2 separate regions of the Rattus norvegicus genome follow, and region 1 is linked to region 2. The links are chromatin contacts, called in public Hi-C maps. All regions are on one chromosome and are shown on one strand. Each heading gives the region's core, a stretch centred on a gene start, on an enhancer-like site or on the middle of the called end of the contact. The rest is flanking DNA. Distances are from core to core; before and after follow the strand shown.

Evidence for each region. A called contact is a pair of places that touch in the nucleus more often than the background predicts.
Region 1: a Hi-C map of Schwann cells shows a contact between it and region 2, with 3 times the contacts expected there. The contact joins two enhancer-like sites. A contact is called at or near these places in 3 of 12 Hi-C or Micro-C datasets (Schwann cells, frontal cortex and liver).

Annotation. Positions count from the first base shown.
Region 1 is chr10:4,429,797-4,435,606 of GRCr8, reverse strand. The region is part of intron 19 of Snx29 (sorting nexin 29); the gene reads left to right. Among named protein-coding and RNA genes, the nearest start is that of Cpped1, 220 kb to the right of the region's middle. Within about 2 kb of position 1,781, at least 9 of the 93 cell types and tissues checked have an H3K27ac peak or open chromatin away from gene starts, as enhancers often do. A contact at or near this core is called in Schwann cells, where this site is marked.
Region 2 is chr10:4,188,390-4,194,073 of GRCr8, reverse strand. It overlaps a transcript of Cpped1 not described here. Among named protein-coding and RNA genes, the nearest start is that of Cpped1, 17 kb to the left of the region's middle. Within about 2 kb of position 1,328, at least 1 of the 93 cell types and tissues checked has an H3K27ac peak or open chromatin away from gene starts, as enhancers often do. A contact at or near this core is called in Schwann cells, where this site is marked.

The DNA.
Region 1 (5,810 bases), core at 532-3,031, 240 kb before region 2:
TGTGCATGTGCATGTGCATGTGCATGTGCATGTGCATGTGCACACACAAAAATGTATAATTTACAAAATTAAAGTAAGTGTTGGGAGGCTTGGGGCAGCGGCTCAGTCATAACAGTGCTTGCCATGCAAGCACGAGGACCCAATGCAGCTCCCCCGCCCTCCATAGCCGTGTGCCGCATGCCTGCAGTCCCACACTAGCAAGGCAGCTTGCTGACTAACCAGACCAGCTCACTGGCTAGCTCCTGGTCAGTGAGAAACCCTGTCTAAAAATCAAGGTGGACTCAAGGTTGTGCTCTGGTATCTACACCCACCAACATGTACATGCCTGACCACAAATGCATGTGTGCGCGCATGCGCGCCCCCCCCCCCCACTTACATACAAACACAGAATAAATTGGCCTCTTGGTTGGTCCTGCCTGCTGACTGCTGTGGTGATACAATATTTTCCCTAGTTCCAGTCACTGTTACTATACTCACTCACATGCATGAAGAGACCAGACTTTCTCAAGATGTATCTTTTATTGTGGCCACTTCAGTCACAAAGGTGGGGTGGCCTCTATTGAAAATGTGTTACTGTTTAGCCACCATGCAAAAGGCCACATGGGACTGAAGAAGACAGACCTAAGTCTGGACCCAGTGTGCAGCTGCTCAGTCAATGTCCCAACAGTTAGTGAGTGGAGACATTTCCCCTACCTTGTCTGCACTTGGAATTGCTGAGGGAGCCCACAACCCATCCCTGGTTTCCTGGGTTAACTCCCCTGGGCACTAAATGGATAGTCCCACATAATAGCCATCAGAATCAGGTGACAGGATATCAAGCAGCCGGACATTGAACTTCAGGACCCTTGGAGGACATGGAAGCAACTAGGGATAGTATTGACAGGAACCCCTCTGTGGGGCTGGTTCCAGCATGTGCTGCCCACCAGAATTGCTGTATTCTCAGCTCTTGGTCCTCATTATAAAGACAATCGCCATGCTACTCTAACCTTGGGCCCCTGCAGAAAATCCCCAGTGGTATCCCAACTCAGGACTCTCAAGTCTGTCACATCTGCCAAGGCTATTTGCTGCCACATGAGGCTCTAGGAACTAGCTCGGCCTACCATACGTCTTACATCACTAAGAGCATTCTCTGAGGCTGAAGCAGCTCCTTCTCCACCCGCTGCTTCCTCAGCGACCCCTCCCCCATTTTATAAGCCTGCGTTAAGTCTGCCGAGAATGCCAGTCCATGAGCCAACCTCACCAACCGAGGCTTCTGCAGTTCAGTCATTTAGAAAAAGCCGGGGGCAACCCTAGGCCTGTCCTCTGTGTAGTGGGGACTCTGAGTGAGTAGACCAGCTGGGTGGCAACCAGATGTCCAGACTGGTTTCCTATAGACACATGGACCCCTGACATTTACCTTGTCATTCCTCAATGGCTGAAGGATAGTCTTGGCCTCACATGAGGTTGAGGGTAAACACTTTCCCTTCAGTTCACTTTGACTGAAGACCACAACAGAACTGGACAATTTCTTCAATTTCCAAGAGAGGACTGAGTCAGGGTGTAGAACTGTACCCATAAGGACCTTTTATGATCTCAATTAAAGGCCAAGCTTTTGTGGATTCATGTGGGCCTACTGATGGCAAAATTCCTAGAAAGCTGAGTACAAATTGTCCAGAAAGGTTACTATGTTGGGATCTTCTCCATGACTGGTATATTTCAGAGGTGATTCACTTGTCTGTTTGAACCGTCAGGGAGGATCCAGACATGACATCTTTGGGGTGACTGAGTCATAAACACCCAGTCACTGTCAGCCTTGGCTGTTAACTGCCTCCCTCCTGAACTGACTCATGGGGACCATTTAGGGAGCAGGCTACAGTCTGCTTTATGTACCATATGGGCATCTGTATGCTTCCCCACAGTGCCGTCAGTGCTGACACTGACTGGAGATTGTGAGGTGTGGGTCTCAGCAGGGATTCCCCAGTTCAATTAACAGCAGAAAACTTGCTGGTCCACTAGAGGGGGCTCTCTGGCCTCTCTCTGCCGGGTGGGTTTTGCAGGATGTGCTAGAGGCCAGGCAGACTAGGCCACATTTATGGCTCCAGGCTTGGGCAGGGACTCAGTACTCTTTTGTTAGTATTCAGTGAGCCAATGGGAGCCGAGAACCCTAGGCCCTCTGAGTGTTCACTTGGCACTGAAGCAAGGTCAGGCCCTTCAACTTGTTAGAGAAATTACTCCTCGAGTGCTCATTAACACACGCAAGAAGGCAGTGGTGCTTGCTGTGCTGGTCTGTGTCCATGTAGGGCCTGACCCTGAGAGAGAAGTACAAAAGTGCAGCTGGTGGCTTTTCCAAGCACACTTCCTTGTAGTGGGTGTGTCCCAGAGGATGTGCTAGGTGCTGGGAGATTGGGATGAATGAGATGATGTATGGAGCCAGAGGTGATGGAGAGAGCGCCTGTGGAGTGCAGATGTGGGGGGAAGACCCACAACGTCGGCGATAGCTCATTTCCCAAGGAGAAATGGGGGAGTAAAAGATCCATGTCCAAACAAAGCCGGCTCTGCATTCCTGCAAAGGCCTGGTGCTTCCTGTACTGAGCAAGGGCAGCCAGGAGCCCGGGCTTCTCTTAGGTCAGTAAATGGCACTAAAGGGATTTTACAATACATAGCATCATTTTGCAAGGAAAGCCTTCCCAGGACAGTGACACACATGAGCTCAGCCTTGAAGTGGAGGAAATGGGGCTCTTGGGGAGACTTTTCAATATCAAATGTAATACAAATTTTGCAGTCATGTGTAAAGAATTAGAAGTGTGGGTGCCCCTGCACCCCATGTCTGCTGCCTGATGCGTAGGGAGAGGTTGGACCCAAGGCTGCTGTCTGTTGCATATTCTGACCTGTAACACCTCCAGGAAGCTTCGTCTGATCTCGTGGGTTTCTTTCCCACACTATACCAACTGCCCGATTTATAGTTCTCTCTGTCCTGTGACATCATGGACAACCATGGACAACAGAGCCTGGCTTTTGTGGGCAGATCAAGCACAGAGAGTGAACCCATGACAAGCCCCGAGCTCAAGCAGCAGACTTGCTGCGTGGCAGCCATTTTCCCATCAGTTTCTTTCTCTGGATTTGTCTTTCACTGGACTGACAGGTGCTGGCACTGGTGCAGATAGCATTCATTGAAAGAGATGGTTGGTTCCCAGATGCCACCTCCGGACACTGGAAGTTAATGTTAGTAGGACGGTCAGCATCTTCAGCAGCCATGATGCTCACACCTGTAGTCCCGTTATCCTGAAGGCTGAGTCTGCAGGAACCTGAGTTTGAGGTCAGCCTTAACCACATAGCAAATTCCAGGCCAACTGGGCTATATAAAGAGACCCTGTCTCAAAAAACTAAACCAGTTATGACTGGTGTGGCACTTGGGGACAGCCTTCCCAATTAGCTGGCCACCACTGGCTGTCTCCCTGCTTCACCCCTGCCTGCCCAAGCTGGAGAGCCTTGTTTTTATGCCAAGCCTGCTGCTTTTCTAATTGACACTTGACTCTCTACCGGGCATTTGATCTCATCCACAATGTTTTTAGGCCGTTAGATTGCTTGTATATCATTATTTAATCTACCCCTTCGGCTTGAAAGGCCTTCAGAATATACTTAACCTGTGTTCCATCTGCTGTTTTTGCATGTGTTTTTGGACAGCTGATTAAAATGGCACCAGAGAAGAGCCCTTCTGAGCTCTTACCCTCTTCTTGAGTAATTGGGAATAATTGCCACGTTCCCCTCCAGTGCTCCCATTCATACTGAGGACTGGTATCACCATCTTGGCATCCTGGGGGAATTCCAATACCTCTGAGCCCCAGCACTTTAGTTATTTTTACTGGACCCAGCTTTCTGGGCTACTCAGTTGCTGACTTTCTCTGAGGCCAAGGACTCTTCCAGAAACCATGGGATCTAGGGGCAAAGGGTAAAGGGCTTGTTCTACTGGGAAACACTGGCTGTGTAGCCTCGGGCAAGTCACCAGGCTTCTGTGTGAATTGGGTGCTTGGCAGCGTCCTGACACCCCCGGCTCTGTAGGCTAGCAGTCAGAGCAGGCTGCTGTTACATAATTCACTCAGCATAGCTCAGCACCTTGCCCTCGCACTAGCTTTAAAACAGGTCCAGAGGGAACCACACTGATTTGACTTCTGTTATGGGTTGACTATCAACCGCCCCCGCACACCCAGGGCTCATGTCCACAGTTGGTGCCGTTGTTCCGAAAGGTTGTGGACCCTTTAAGTGATCACACCACAAGAGCACAGCCACTGTGGGGCCTTTGCAGGGCCTCATGCCCATGCCTTTTACCTCCTTACCTCGCTGAAGAGTGACTTTTATTGTTTTTGCTGAGTCAGGTCTCCCTCTGTCATAGAGCCTGGGCTGGCCTCACTCTGTAACCTGGAGTGATGTGTGAGCCTCAGTCCTGAATGTGGGGATTCCAGGCTCTGGTATTGTTTTAAATTGGGGTATAGCTTCCAACCTGAAGGTACTGTTTAGAATATTCCCCCCATACCCCAGCAAGCCAAGACAGGCCACAGCACCAGGAACAACATCTTCCTGTCACTTTCTCCACAGTGGACCACAGTCCTGCTCCTGATCTCTAATGACTGTCTGAGGCCTGAGAACCTTACATGGAGGGCTTCTGAACTTGAACTCTCTTGCTTTTTCTTTCCACACCACAGCTGTCAGATACCTCTTTGCTGCTGCATGGGAAACCTGATGGTCCCACTTCGTTGCTGTATAGTATTCCACTCTGTAGAGACACCATAGTTTAAGTATCTTTTCTCTTTCTAGAAGTATGGGTGACACTGGCTGCATTTAACCATCTGCTGTCTATTCTGCTTCCTGGGGTCTGCACTCAGAGATGGTATTGCTAGCCAGATAGTACATTGATCTGCCTTTTTTGTTTTTCTTTTTTGAAATAACGTATCTTTCTATAGCCTAGGCTGGCCTGAGACTTATGATTTTTGTGGCCCATGCCTGGTCAGCACTGGGATTACAGGCATGAATTCCTTGGCATGGTTCCTTGAGAGAAGGGAAAAAGAAGGAACTCATAGAATAAGAAAACCATCCATCTTCTCACCACCTATAGTCAACAACCATGCACATTTTGTCCTATCTACTTCTAAGCGCCTAAAAAAATTATTGCAAAATTTTCTGTTAGTCCCCAGAGCACACAGAAAGCCATAATGAATAAGCACATGTCTCCATCCAGATGGAAGGAGTGTTAATGTTTAGAAATTAAACATCATAAATACAGCTGAGTTCTCATTGCAGCCCCCATCCCAGAGGGGAGCAGATTGGGGCTGGTGGTCCCTTTGGTCGCTGCCTTTGTGCTTTTATGGTGGGATTATAAAAGTGTTATCTTTTTATGACTGCATAAATGATGCTACTCTTTATGTGTCCTGTCCCAGCTTGCATTCCTCGGTGGTGTTACAGTGCTTTGAGATGTAGCCATTTAGCTAATACCCCCCTCTTCTTTGAGATAGTGCCTCACTGCATTGTGTCCCATGTTGCCCTTGAACCCATGACCTTGGCCTCCTGAGTGCTAGGATTATAGGTGTGCACCACTATGCCTGCTTGATCACTACAGCAGAAGTTCCTGCCTCATGGCTCCTTGGAACTTGGTTTGCCTGGTCTGAGGCTGCTGGTGACGAGGCATCCATCGTAGGACTCTTGGCAAACTGATCCCCCAGGTAGCCTGGCGTGCTCACTTCCAGTGGAGTGGATCCTGCGTCTCAGGCACGTTTTATTTCTGTTTTGCCCACACTGGGCCCTCCCTATATTCTAAGGACTGGGTGACACTGCTGTTA
Region 2 (5,684 bases), core at 79-2,578:
GCAGAGGACTGCTTTATCTGGAATTATAGGAGTGGAGCCCCTTGGTCCTGTGGAGGCTTGATGTCTCAGTATAGGGGAATGCTAGGCTGCTGAGGCAGGAGTGGGTTGGTGGGTAGGGAGCATCCTCATAGAGGCAGGGGGAGGGAGGAAGGGATAGGGGCTTGTGGAGGGGAAACTGGGCAGGAGGATAACATTTGAAATGTAAATAAATAAAATAACCAACTAAAAAAGAAAAAAGAAAAAATAACCAAATCAAGTCAAAGTGGGACACAAATAAACACCTAACCATGAGGATAGGATAAATCCCTCAGTGAACTCCGAGAAAACAAATATCCTAATGAACATAAGGGCAGCTCGGGAAAGATGAACTCAAGAAAGAAAAACACGGGATAAATGCAAATGTGAATAAGGCTGGAAATAAGAAAAATCTAACCAAACTGAAAGACTCAGTGGAAGGCCTCACTGACAGAGTGGATTGTGTGGAAGCTGGAATATGGCATTGAGAGTGAAGAGTGGGACCATTTAGTCAAAGAGAATGATGTTTTTTAAAATGCTGTGACTAACACATGAGATCTTTGTGAACCAGGAAATTAATCAAGCTTTTGACTTGTAGGCACTGAAGAGAAGAATTCTATGCTAAAGGCACGGAAAATGTTTTCAATGAAATCAAAGAAGAAAATGACTCAAATGTAGTGAAAGAGATGGAAATCCATGTATAAGAAACATACAAAACGCCAAATAGACAGGATCAGAAATGAAACGTCCTCTATCAGAGTGTAGTAAAACATTAACTATGCAGAACAAAGAAAATGGATTAAAAGCTTCAAGAGAGAAACATCAAAGCACATACCAACAAAAAGGTCACACGCAGGACCGTCAGAATAACAACTTACTTCTCAATGGACACCTTAAAAGCCAGAAAGGCTTGGAATGGTGCATTTGAATTTCTCCACAGAGGGCACAGGTGCCAACTGAGACTAGTAAACTCAGCAACATTGTCAGTTATGATAGGAGAGTCAACTCGACAATGAGGGAGCCTACAGAACGGAACAAAATCTGTGCCTAACGGAGAGCTATTATCCAGAATGTACAAGGAGCTTTAAATAAAAAATCCTGAATGCTGAGAAGGATGTAGAGGAGGCAGGCGAGTGACTCGTGATGGAATGCTTTCATGTGACCTGTCAGCCTGAGTCTGATCCCTGAAACTCCATGGCAGCAGCATGGATTCACGAAAGTTGTTCTTTGACCTCCATATGCATGCTGTGGTGTAATGGTGACAGGAGTGCCTTGGGAGGGGGGTAACCAGATCACTGCCCACTCAGCAGGAGCAATGTGAGGCACACTCCACAGGAGGGAGTGCATGCATGGCACTGTGGAACTAGTCAAAAGCCCGTATCTGGGGAAGTTAGAATGCTACATGAGGATTTACTGCTGATGTTTTGCCAAACAGAATGTAGTTTATTTGTCCTTTAACATTTACATTACTACCCAAGACTGGCTTTTAGCCTTGGGCACCCCCCCCAGAGGCCCACAGAGCACTGCTGAAGAGGGTGGAAGTCTGTAGGAGCTGAAGGATGGGGGGAGGGTGGGTCCTGGGGTGGTACCTTCCGTCTGGGTTGTTGCGATCATGGACACACAGCATCTGTGACAACCTGCACAGAGAAGGAGGGACATAAGGATAAAGTGGGGACCAGTGGGAAAGGAGGGGGGTGAGAGAGAGAGAGAGAGAGAGAGAGAGAGAGAGAGAGAGTGGGGGATGATGAATGTAATCACAGCACAGCATAGAATATATGAGAATGTCAAAAAACTTTAACCCAACAAAAATGCTTACAAGGCAAGAAAGGAATGCATCGAAATTCTCAGGGGATTGACCCCAGTTTCTCCACCAAAGAGGTCCAACCTGTGGACACTCAAAATTGTGTAGGGTGACCTAGCTTTGCATATGACCTCCACACATCCTCTTGTACACTTTAAATCATTTCTAGGTTGCATCCAATGCCTAATACGATAAAATATTATGTATTAATAAATATTATTTTTATAACATGTTCTCTAGACCACACAATGAAAAGGGTTGAATGTGTGCAAAATAGACACAAAAATCAAGTGTCTTGATCTATGGTTGAGACTGAAGGTTATGAAATCCATTGATACAGAGGCATGACTATATGTATAAGTATGTTTGTGAGTGTGTTTGCAGTGAAAGTTCGGCTGATCCACAATCCCATTTGGACTTTAAAATTGTCTCAAATGGTGTTCTTTTAAGTAGAACTATATGAAATTGCCATGTGTGTAGGTCAAAATGGTTAATTACCAGTCATTTCTTATTCCTGTCCATAAATAGAGCTACTGAAAACTACTGCTGCCCTTGTCTGATAACTTCTTAGAAATGGGCCATTGTATTGAAAATTATTCTCCCACTCCCACCAATGACACACCCGGCACTTCTTTATTCCTCATGCATTTGCCAAACTGCCCTACAAGCCACGAGGGAAACAGGTGACTGGCTAAGTCCATATGCTCCTCTCTCCATTGGGATTTTCTGCAAAATTTTTCCATTGGCTCCCTTCCCCTGGCAACTAGATACCCACAACTGTCTCCCTCACCCTCAGGATACAACAGTCATGCAGCAGAAGCAGGACTGTGTCTACAATGGCTGCATAGAATCACCTGAGATGGGCTTTTTAAACACTGTATGTTTAAAGTTCCTATACATTACATTAATTATCCAGAGATGGACATATATCGTGAATACAGAAGGCTGTTAATAAAATAACATTACAGTTTGCAGTTTACAAGGCATCAGCTACGGTATGAAGCATTTAGCCTAGGAATGCCTCCCTCATCTCTACTCTAAGCTCTAAGCATCGTCACTTCCCCCTTCAGAGAAGATGCTCTCAGCCCATCCCAGTGGCACAGCTTCTGTACCCGTAGCAACAGCTACAAAACAAGACAGCAGGATTTAGCAGCTTAACAGAAAACACATTAATTTATTATTTACTGATTTTCCTATTTCATCCATTTAAATTTTAAAAACAGGGTCTTGACTCCTGAGCGTTGGGATTATATGCATCCTCATGCTGTCTTCTGTTTGTAGTATTGCAAGAGGCTGAGCTCCAGGTAGCAGTCAGGGCTGAGGTCTCACGTTAGGATTTGAGAAGGAGCAGGTCTGCCTCAGGCTCACTCATGTGGCTGTTGGATGCTTTCAGTTGCTCAGGGACGGGTGCACTTGGAGCCTTGGTCACCTGTTGGCTCCCTGTCCACAGTTCTTTGGCGCACAGAAGCTCACCTGTGGAAGATCACTTTATTGAAGCCAGCAAAGGACAGAATGAGCTCGTGTAGAGCCTTGTCACAGAAGTGACACCCCATTATCCTTAACTGTATCCTTTTGGTTAGAAACAAGTTATCTGACCGGCCCGCTGAGGTGGTGGATATTGATTGCCCATGAAACAGGACCCAGAATTGCCTAGGAGACGAATGGCTGGGCATGTCTGTAATGCAGTGCTGGATGAGGTTAATTGAGGTGGGAAACTCTTCCTAAATGTGGGTGGCATTCACTGCCGTCTTCTTCCTGATTGCAGGTGAAACGTGACCTCAAACTCTTGCTTCCCTGGCATCCCTACCACGATAGACTGCCTGTATCCTAGAACAGAGATACAAAATAGACTTTTCCGTCCTTAAGATGCTTTTGTTGCAGTTAAATAGCAGAAGTGGGGGTGGAAGCCATGCCCTGACTCTGAAGCCCCATCCCCCAGTTGACCACTATGCTACATTGTCTCTCAAATAAGTTAGCCTGATTATTTTCCTCAAAGATTAGTCTGGTTCGTCTCATATAAACTCTAGCACTCTTCAAATGTACGACCCCTTTAAATTTAATCCACCAAGTCAGAAGGAGGCAGAACAAGCCAGCAGAGGACAGCACACTTACTAGTCCTACAGATTTCATCAGAGATAACTCAATCATAAGACTGATATGACTTCTAATGCTAAACTTTGACACCCCCCCAGCTGTTCAACCCAAACTTCTATGTGATTCTTAGAGCATCTGACCAATCTGCATATGGGGAAAGGAGAAAAGCTCAGATGCAGAGAGGCAAAGCTGCCTGGAGAGAGAATTGATATTTTCCAGGCGCCCTCCCCCTCGCCTTTGCATTTAACATCTGTAAACTACATCCAGAACTACAATTACTAGCCTTGACAAACATCTTTAGACTCAGCCATACATTCCTGTATAACTTGGTTTTCAGGGGAGCAGGGGGACTTGTCACAGGACCACCTCTGTGGGCAGAGGTGTATCTTCATTTACTGAAATGTTCCTAGCAACAGAAGTTGTTTTCACATTCGCCCCCAAGTCTTCGGAGTAGAGACAGACAAAACTGATGGCAAGAGATCTAGAAAATTGGTCGATGTGCTTCGGCTCCCTGCGAGTGCAATCTGTACTGTACGTATATCCCATAGCATTTACACACATCAGTCAAAGTGGTGTGTTTTTTAAAAATATAACGACAAACATGAGTTATTGTGGGTTTTTTCCTTTAAAAGCTAACATACGGAACAGCAGGTAAATGCATTCTTGTCGTGCTGCCTAGGGATCGTTCTGGCATTTCAATTGTGTTTTCCTCGCAGGATGATTTCGCTTATTATCTGTTTCCATATTATTTAGCTCTGCACGCATTCAGAACTTAGCCGGCTCAGTTCCTTCTGGGAAGTAACAATAGCAATAATAGCAGTTATTAGCATTCTTATTGATCACTCCCCATGTGCTCCGTCTCCCCTAATCATTTTATGTATGTGTGGTGTGTAATGTATGCACAGGGGCGTTGACTGAGGTACAGGCGCTTGGATCCATGCATTGTTTTTCTTAGTGATGGGGGTCAGCGCTTTTACCCACTCAAGCCCTTCCTCAACTGTGTCCTACACGTTTTCAATGCAACACATCATTTTCTTATCATAATAATAGATAGCCACTAGAAAGACCTAGGCTTCCAGGGAAACAAGAGGCTCTCAGTACCCAAGGGTGATGACTTTAGCAGAAATACCCAGCAAAAGGGAGATAGAACCTGTCCACCCCAGAAGATAGGTATGGCCCACAGTTGAGGGATGGGGCCACCCGCGCATCTCCAAAATTTTAACCCAGAAATGTTCTTGTTCAAAGGAAAGGCAAGGACAAAAAATGGAACTGAAACTGAAGGAAAGGCCATCCAGAGACCACCCACCTAGGGATCTATTCAATCTACGGACAACAATCCCTTGCTGAGGCCAAGAAGCACTTGCTGACGGGAGCCTGGTACTGCTGTTCCCTGAGAGGGTTTTACCAGCCCCTGACCAACACAGATGCAGATACTCACAGCCAAACATCAGACTGAGCCAGGGGACCCGATGGAAGAGCTAGGGAAAGGACCAAAGGAGCTGAAGGGGATTGCAACCTCATAGGAAGAACAATATCAGCTAACCCGACCCCTAAAGCTCCCAGGGACTAAACCACCAACCAAAGACAATACAGGGAGGAGCCCATAGCTCCAGACACATATGTAGCAGAGGATGGCTTTGTTCAGCATCAATGGGAGGGGACGCCCTTGGTCTTGTGGAGGCTTGATGCCCTAGCATAGGGGGATGCTAGAGCAGTGAGGTGGGAGTGGGTGAGTAGGTGGAGGAGCACCCTCCTAGAGGCAAAGGGGACAGGG